Linked DNA regions of Hordeum vulgare: regions 1 and 3 are each linked to region 2. The links are chromatin contacts, called in public Hi-C maps. All regions are on one chromosome and are shown on one strand. The core of a region is the stretch at or near the end of the contact, and the rest is flanking DNA. Distances in the headings are between cores, read along the strand shown. Region 1 holds the start of LOC123426849. Region 2 holds the start of LOC123426850. Region 3 holds the start of LOC123426854 (gamma-glutamylcyclotransferase 2-3).

What was found. A called contact is a pair of places that touch in the nucleus more often than the background predicts.
Region 1: a contact with region 2 is called in a Hi-C map of leaf, with 6 times the contacts expected there. The contact joins the promoter of LOC123426849 here to the promoter of LOC123426850 in region 2. A contact is called at or near these places in 4 of 6 Hi-C or Micro-C datasets (leaf and seedling) and 1 of 1 datasets of contacts at active chromatin or transcription factors (embryo).
Region 3: a contact with region 2 is called in a Hi-C map of seedling, with 4 times the contacts expected there. The contact joins the promoter of LOC123426854 here to the promoter of LOC123426850 in region 2. A contact is called at or near these places in 4 of 6 Hi-C or Micro-C datasets (leaf and seedling).

Annotation. Positions count from the first base shown.
Region 1 is chr2H:501,045,561-501,048,326 of MorexV3_pseudomolecules_assembly, forward strand. It overlaps LOC123426849, which reads right to left and starts at 1,343. Exons shown (of 2, transcript XM_045110745.1): 1 at 1,065-1,343.
Region 2 is chr2H:501,460,588-501,463,330 of MorexV3_pseudomolecules_assembly, forward strand. LOC123426850 reads left to right here and starts at 1,480. Exons shown (of 5, transcript XM_045110746.1): 1 at 1,480-2,496. The coding sequence starts at 2,391.
Region 3 is chr2H:501,924,989-501,927,688 of MorexV3_pseudomolecules_assembly, forward strand. It overlaps LOC123426854 (gamma-glutamylcyclotransferase 2-3), which reads right to left and starts at 1,305. Exons shown (of 8, transcript XM_045110750.1): 1 at 1,017-1,305; 2 at 846-922; 3 at 333-386. The coding sequence starts at 1,125. LOC123426853 (F-box protein FBW2-like) reads right to left here. Exons shown (of 2, transcript XM_045110749.1): 2 at 1,813-2,591. The coding sequence ends at 2,075. LOC123433625 (a small nuclear RNA gene) reads left to right here and starts at 1,526; the gene lies at 1,526-1,685.

The DNA of each region.
Region 1 (2,766 bases), core at 93-2,592, 420 kb before region 2:
TTTTTTATTAGAACATCCAAGGTAATATCAGGTACAAACTCCTTGTAACCAGGAAAATGCAATCTGATCATGTACAGATAATTGGATATGTTTGATGATCATGCAAATAGCATTCACAGGTAGCTTTGGTGATGATGCAATCTGATCATGTACAGGCACTTCGATATGTTTAATGATCATGCAAATAGCATTCACAGGTAGGTTTAGGAATGGTACAAAAAAAATCACATATAAGATGTCGAGGTGGCTCAAAGGCCAAGATCTACGGTACCTGGTGTAGATACAAAGAATGATGTTTGTTCCTTACAAACTGGACAGGCTTAGACACTTTTGGATGACAAGTTTGCATTCCCCCATCTTAAGGGAAGCTCTCATTTGATGGAAACTAGATGAAAGAAATCGTACTGTTTAGCCAAACATCATTCAGAGAGAATGGTCCTATCTGCAGTGGCAGATCCAGACATGTTCGGATGGTAGTGTGAGCAATGGCTGCAAAGGCCGTGTCAAATCAGCAGATGGCTTGCATGAAGGCATATATATTTAATCTGGGCATGACAATACATTGTTGACACAAAAACAAGCACCCTAAGACGGCATTCCACAAGCACTGACATCAAGACATGCGACATATGCAACAGGGAAACAGTAATAACAAGCTTAATCTGGTGTATACTTAATAGTAAATTATGACACTATATCATGTTTATTGACAGTCAATATATTCAAACTGGGAGAAAACAAAGAGTAGTTGATCTCTAAGTCTAAGATAGAATGGAATCATCCAAGAAGAAACTTAGCACGAAAGGAGAGCACTTCAAGTTAAGGGCGGGCACGATGTGGGGCGTGGGGAATCAGTTGAGGCCCGGAATTCGGAAAACAAATTGCTATTAGTACTACACCACGCAGCAGAGGCAAGACCGCAGCAAACTAGATGGGTTGGAGCACCCCGTATCCCTCCATTGCGGAACAGGGGAGCGAGATTAGATTATACGCATCAATAAAAAATACAGTAAAAATATCACGGAATAAATCTCAGAACGACAAAGTAAGTTAGGGTTCGTCACCGGCGAAAGGGATCGATCCAAAGTCCGAATGGATCTCCACTCCGCGCCAGTCCAGCTCCTCCAGCTACGAGAGAAGAACTCCTCCGGCGTGGTGTGGTTCGGTCGAAGGTGGCATGGGGACGTGTTCGTCGGGGAGGATCCGGTGAGTGTCGCGCAGCCGCCGCCGCGGCGAGGGGAAGTGAAATCGAAGCAATTGGGTGGGCCGGAGAGGCGACGGATCGGGATATCTGGTATTTTTCACAGGGACTCGTAGAGTCGTAGGGTTCTTTTTCCTAATTTTTCCAGTAGTAATTAGACCCTGGGCTGGATGCTAATTATTTACTTCATTTCCCTAAAAAGACAGATATGCTATCCAGTGAACGTTCGTTGGGGGTGGGATCCCAACGAACGCCCCCAGAACAGTTAGATCCAGATCAGACGGTGGCAGTACTTGCAATTACCCACAATTAAACAAGCTGCCATGGCAGTTTTGCAAAATGCCACTCTCAGCCACATAAAATGCTCCCCCAGCGGTCGCAGATGACATCCCTCTTGGCGCCCATTGGCCAGCTATTGGCGCAAAAAAAAAAAAAAACACCGTTCTTTTAAAGTCTATACTTACTAACTACTAATAAAAGAAATAGATATTCTTAGTCCGTCGTATTATTTTACACAAAACCTCATTTTGTATTACCAATCCATAGTATGGAAAGTTTGCGTACAAACTCGCTAAAACAACGGCTGCACACAAACACAATCCGAGAAGCCCACATTAAATGTTTCTTCGTTGCATTGTCCACATCAAACCATCTCATGTTGATGTAGAAAGTCTTTACAACTAAGATCAAAGTCCTCTACCATGTAGAATCCTTTCTATAATCTCACCGTCTCTACTCTGACCTATTTGATGCAACGAAGAGGTCGGCATGTCACAACGGATTCAAGTCAATGGCACAAGTGTGCGGGCTGCAGCAACCGCGTGGGATTGTCGCCCGAGCGCCGGCATTAGGTTTGTCGACATAAGATTTGGAGCTCCAACGGAAGATGAGGCAGCTGGTGGCCATGATTGAGGATGACGGTGAGGCGAGCGTGAATGAGCGGATACAGGAGGCAGTCGTAGAGATTGTGTGCTATGTCGTCGTCGTTCTTGACTTAGATATTCCGCGACGAGTGGGTGGGTGAGATGGTGCGGCTTGAGCCTGGGTCAGACAGTGATCTCACCTCATGTGTGCCAGAGGTGCCCCCTGCGGCTGGATGTGATCCTACTGATCGAGCAAGTTGCCGCCCCGAGGTTGTCGCGGGACTCCGCTTCTCCGTCGTTGCTGAGGTCCACACAAACCTGTCCACCCAGTGTAATTCTTCCGTCATATGTCTCTTTCGCTCAACTCCATCTCAGCGAGACTCCCCACTCCCGCCTGCACGCGTCGTTACTCCACTACATGTCTCCTGACTGACGCCGTTGGCGGACACCAGGTCGCTGCCTCCACTCGCCATCCTCCAAACGCTTCAACAGATGTCTCCTGAATGGAAATGGATGGTCGTTTCAGCTACGGTGTTCAGATTGATCTCGCCCTCTGTCATGTCGGCCGGTACTAGGCTGATTACTCCTTTTGTCACTACAACAAGTACAAGCTGAGCATTACCCAATTTTGGACAGTACAATGTATCTTGGGCATGATCTAGCTAGGTTTAAATCAGTGTGCACGTGTGCATTCAAGGTACA
Region 2 (2,743 bases), core at 230-2,729:
CTTGTACGTGCATTCTAGTGCTCTAATGTTTTGCATGAACTAATTGGTTTTGGATTTTTGTATTATCAATGCAGGAAAATATTATCTTGTTGACTCTGGATATCCAAAAGAGTTAGATATCTAGCACCATACAAAGGACAACGCTATCATGTACCCGATTTCCAACAAGTACCACCAAGAGGGAGACATGGAACATTCAATCATCTACATTCATCACTATGGACCGTCATCGAACGATCGTTCGGTGTTCTAAAGATGAAATGGAGAATCCTCCTCGACATCACACAGTACAAACCTGCTACGCAAACAATGATCATTACTACAGGCGCGTGTCTTCATAACTTCATACATGAGAGCAAACTAAGTGATCAACATTTTGACATGGTTGAGAGTGGATCTTATGCTCATGAGGAGAGCCTTTCTCATCACGATGCACCCATTGATGATGGTACTATGGGTTTCATCCGTGATGCTATTGCGACAAGTGTTTTCCCTTGATGGTTAGCTCTATGGTGTATGCTTTTGTTGGAAGAATCATGTAATAATTTAAAGATCTTTTTTATTCAGTACTTTTTCTCAAGTACTCCTAGTCGTACATGAGACAATGATGCATGTATGATATTCATATGCCAGACAATGATCTTCCTTATGTTCGATTATGACATGTTGTGGTGTTTCAAAGTAGAATTTATGTTCATATGGACAAAGAAATAGTGAATAATAACGCAATATCATTTAATCCAAACAAAAGATATAACCGACGGACATTGCAGACTTTTCACTGATCGTACCACACATAATCTAAGAAAACAGACACCGAAAAGAACTGGCTAACTTATTATCTTAAGCTTATTTTCACAACAACTTATTTCCATAACAGAGCTTAGGCCCTGTTTGGAACCACAATAGATTATGATAATTTAAATTATGAAGGTAGATTATATAATCTGGTTTGTAAAAATAATCCAGGTGAACATGTTTGGAGGCCAGATTATATAAACTGTAATCCAGGTTTTACATTGCATAATGACCTGTTCGCCCTCTGATTTATTTTAAAAAAGAGGAGGGTGGCGGTGGTATGAATGTAATTATCTCCAACTTTACAAGAGTAATTGGTCATTAGCAATCTATAATCTGATTTTAGCTGGTGTAGAGTAGATTATGAGTTTTTAATAATCTGTCTATCTAGTTTTTATAATCTACATCATAATCTGTCATGTTTGAAGACATATTAGATTACAAAAACTGGATTATATAATCTAGATGGTTCCAAACAGGCCTTAAAAGAGCTGGCCCTAACTTTTTATATAAGACTATAAAAGGGTGCGTCACAAATCCAGGTAGACAGAATTTAAGTTCTAATCTTTTTCTGTTGGACAGACGTGATAAATTTCTTTTCTACGTGTGAAAAAAAAGAAAAGAAAAGAGAAAAGACGGCAAGGAAAACCAGATAGGAATTCAACCGTCATCCGAGAAAGGGAAGGGGGCGGAGGAGGACGCTGGAAGTCACAGTTTGCATAGGGTTTCTCTCCTCCTTCCTGCCCAAGACGAACAAGCACACCACACAAACCCACCCCCCCCCCCCCCCCCCCCCCCCCCTACGGAATTCACAAACCCACAAAAATTCCGAGCAAGATAAATCCTCTCCAAAAATCGGCGCCCCGAATCCCTTCCCAAGAGCTTCCCCAATCCCGCGAATCCCCGCCAGATTTCCCAATCCTCCTCCTCCGCCGCCGCCGCCGCCGCCGCCTTCCGCAGATTTCACGGCGAGACCCATCGAGGACGCCGTACGCAGAGTGTCCGCCCGTCCGCCGAGGCGCTCCATCCCCACCCCGAGCAGCCCGCCCCCTGCTTGATCAATCTTCTCTCTTCCTCCCTAGTCCTGACCTACAAACCGTGCCCTAGAGCCGCCGCCGCCGCGCTGCACCCTAGCGTCACCGCCGACGCCTCAATCTCCACACGCCCGCCGCTCACGCGCTGGCAGCCATCGCCGCTCCCGTCCTTCCTCGTCGGGACAACGCGTTCCTGCTGTCTCCACCCCGTCCGCAGTTTCTAGCCATTGGGTTCTGAGGTATGAGCTTGTTTTCATCCAGCGATTAGTTAAAATCCCACTGACCTTCACAACTTGTCGGGGTGCCGCTGCACACCCGGCACACCATCTAGATCTGCCCCTGCGGGCTAGGCTTTGGTGGTCTCGGCTCAGCCCGAGTGGAGACTGGACGTGGAACTGCGGATGTGCCGTTGAATCCTGTGTAGGCACCACCCTGAGTGATTTACTATAGCACTAGCAGTGAAAGGTAGTTGTAGTGGTAGTAGTGGTGGTGTTTCGTTGCTGTTCCGGACTGGACGTTGCTGCTGGGGCGCGTAGATGGTGAACGGCGCCTGCTGGCATGGACCGAGGTGAGCCCTCATTGAAACCAGAATGGCTGGTGCGCGGGGTTGCCACACCGACAGCGGCTGCCACAGGCTTCCGGACAGGAACTTCGCCCCGTGCAGGTGAGCTGCCTTTCCTTCAATTTACCATTTTGATGCATATAACGGCAAGGGGTTAGTAAACTTATAGAGAGTATTGCAAGATTATATGTTATTATAGTAGTCGCACCGCATACTTTTCTAGTGGCATTGGATAATTTTACACAAGCCATCATTAGTTCTGAGACCTTTTTACACTTGGTAATGTTTTTAAATTTATGCATGGTGAAGTTAGTGCACTTCTTCTGGTGTGCAATTGCTGCCTGCTAGC
Region 3 (2,700 bases), core at 55-2,554, 460 kb after region 2:
TGAAAACACCGATCAAGGGCAATATTACTTTGATGCACAAACGGGCTGCTAGAAGTAGCATCTAGACAAAGTATCCGAGTTCAAATGAAGGGTTCTTACTCTTCTCTTAAAGAAAAAATATTTTTCTTAGCTCAGGGCTGAATCATCAATATCTCAACAAGCGGTATAACAAAGCACACTCATACTATTAACCAATCTGTTTATCTCCATTATGACAGACAAAGAACAGCATTCTCGTTCGAACCATGAAATAATTGTGCATAATCATTTACAAAGTACAGCAATGGTGAACTAAATCCGACTTGGTCAATATATACAGTCTTCTTTTTTACCTCCAGGGCTGTCTGCTTATCTTGCTCCCTTGAAATTTTGTAAGCAACTCCCCACTGCAGTTACACAACAGAAATTCAGTTGCAAATCTTTTTCACACTCCATTAACAGAATTGCCACGAGCATGAAACAAATACTACAGAATAACATAACAATACTGGGGAGCATTAGCATAACGAAAAGACGTTACTGCGGATAACTAACGCACTTGCGAACCCATTTCACATGTACGTAGGAGTACTATCTAAGGTCCTCATGATTTCATTGAAATAACTCAGGGAAGGTACGATTCACCATCCTAACGCAGTCCACACCCATATAAACTTAAGCTTCAATTCATTCCGGTTCAAGACCACTGACACAGACAACCACTATCTGAACAGGCGATGCTACGCAATCACTATCTGATCAATAACTCACTGACAGTGAGGAACAGGAAAAAAAACGGATGTCTCAACCAATCCTAGCACAGGAGGGTTCATCATAAACTCAGAGCAGAGAGTTGGGCGGCGTACGCATGTGGACCCGGGCTGGTGCTCGAGCGTGACGGTCCTCCCGGGGAACTCCGGCGTGCCCCTGTGGTCCGTGCTCCCTGTCGATCCGCCGACAAAAACCAGAGGGTCAGCGAGATAGATCTGAGAAGCTCCGGCGAGCGGTCGCCGGACTGGTCAGTTATCAAATCATACCCTGGTAGAAGACGCGGCGGTAGTCCCTGACGAAGCCGACGAGGCGGGCGTCGTAGGCAAACCCGGGGTTCCACACCAGGGAGCCGTAGCCGAACACCCACATCACCATGCCGCCGCCTCCGTCTACCTCCCCTCACTTGCTCCGGCGGAATCGAAGATCGTCTGCGTATCGGCGGCGCGGGGGATTGGATGATTTGCCCCACTTTACAAAGGGTTGAATGATTTGCCCACTGTTGTCTCTGCCGCTTCTCTGATTGGATGCCTCCCTCCTGCGTTCTTCCAGGACGGCTGGAAAGTTGGAGGCCAACTGGCTGGTCTACTGGAGGCCCACGTTTACCACAAAAAAAAAAGTACTGAAGGCCCATGTTTCAGCCCGGACATGGCAGCCCGGTGGCCCACGTTACAGATCAGGTTATTAGGTGCTACCTTGTTTAGTACCGCATCGCTTGCCTGAGGAGGTTGGAGGGGAAGCTGTGCTATATAACCAAGGCAGGGTGCGACCTTGAAACATACTTACCTGGACGGGGTCAATGGCTGATCAAGAAGAGCCATGGCCTAGGCTAGTGGTCCACATTGCACTTGGTGGATGCGCTAGCTTACCATCTCCCAAAATGGGAGAGTGTACGTCATAATTTGTGATAGGGGGGATACGCGTTCGCGCGGTCCCTGCCAATTCCATTATAAATTTGTTAAATTTGGAATTCCTTTTGCTAACCATTGTCTTCAAAGGTAGGAATTTGTGCTTTGGTATCCTACAACATCAGAGCTGCACAGACAACCATCAAGAGAGGACTCATGAACAATCTGAACAATCAAGATTGCACATGCCAAGCTCCCAAATAATAACTCCAGAACATAATTTCTAATCCTAGCACAGGAGAGTAACAATTACTACTACCTCAGAAGACAGACGCTAAGCTAAAAACAATGCTTACTCGGTCAGACAAGAAGTAAGCATTTCAACTGATGTTTTAGGTAAACAAAAGGAAGCTTGCAGTTTCCGATAAATCCCAGAAAGCCAAACCGTTTAGCACCCCCGAATTCTATAGCGCATTTAGTCAATCATCGCTTTCAGTGTCATCGTAGTCGTTGTCGCCACCACTGCTTGAGTACTCGTGGTACTCAGGCTCCCATGGCTCCCTAAACGACTCAAGAGCACAGCATCTGTCCTCGATGTTGCCGTCAAGCCTGACATTCCAGCTGCCAAGTATGTCCAGCGTACGCAGCAGAGGGCATTTGGTGAGGATGGCATCAAGGCCAACATCACTAAACCAACCATGCGCAAGCTCAAGTTGTGTAAGCATCGGCATGGTATTCGCAATTGCCAGGGCCTCGTCTTCAACCACTCTAGGTGCGGCATTGCTGCCTTGGGGAGGCTGTGGAGGAGGCCTGTTCCTCTTCAGCTGAGCAAGCGACTTGCAACTTCGGCCTATTGCTTCCATGCCCCTCGATGTGATTTTCTCGCAGTAGCTGATGTCCAACACTCTTAGAGCAGGAAGGTGTTCCACATACCTCTCCACGGCTTGGTCAGATATCTCGCTCACCGGGATCTGCAGGACATTAAGCAACTTCCCCCTGTCCAGTGAAAATTAAACATATTACAAACAAAACTTCAATAGTGGCAACAATGGTAAATTAGGTGCCAAATTTGCAGCATATGTGACAGAAAAGAGAAGATGCAGTG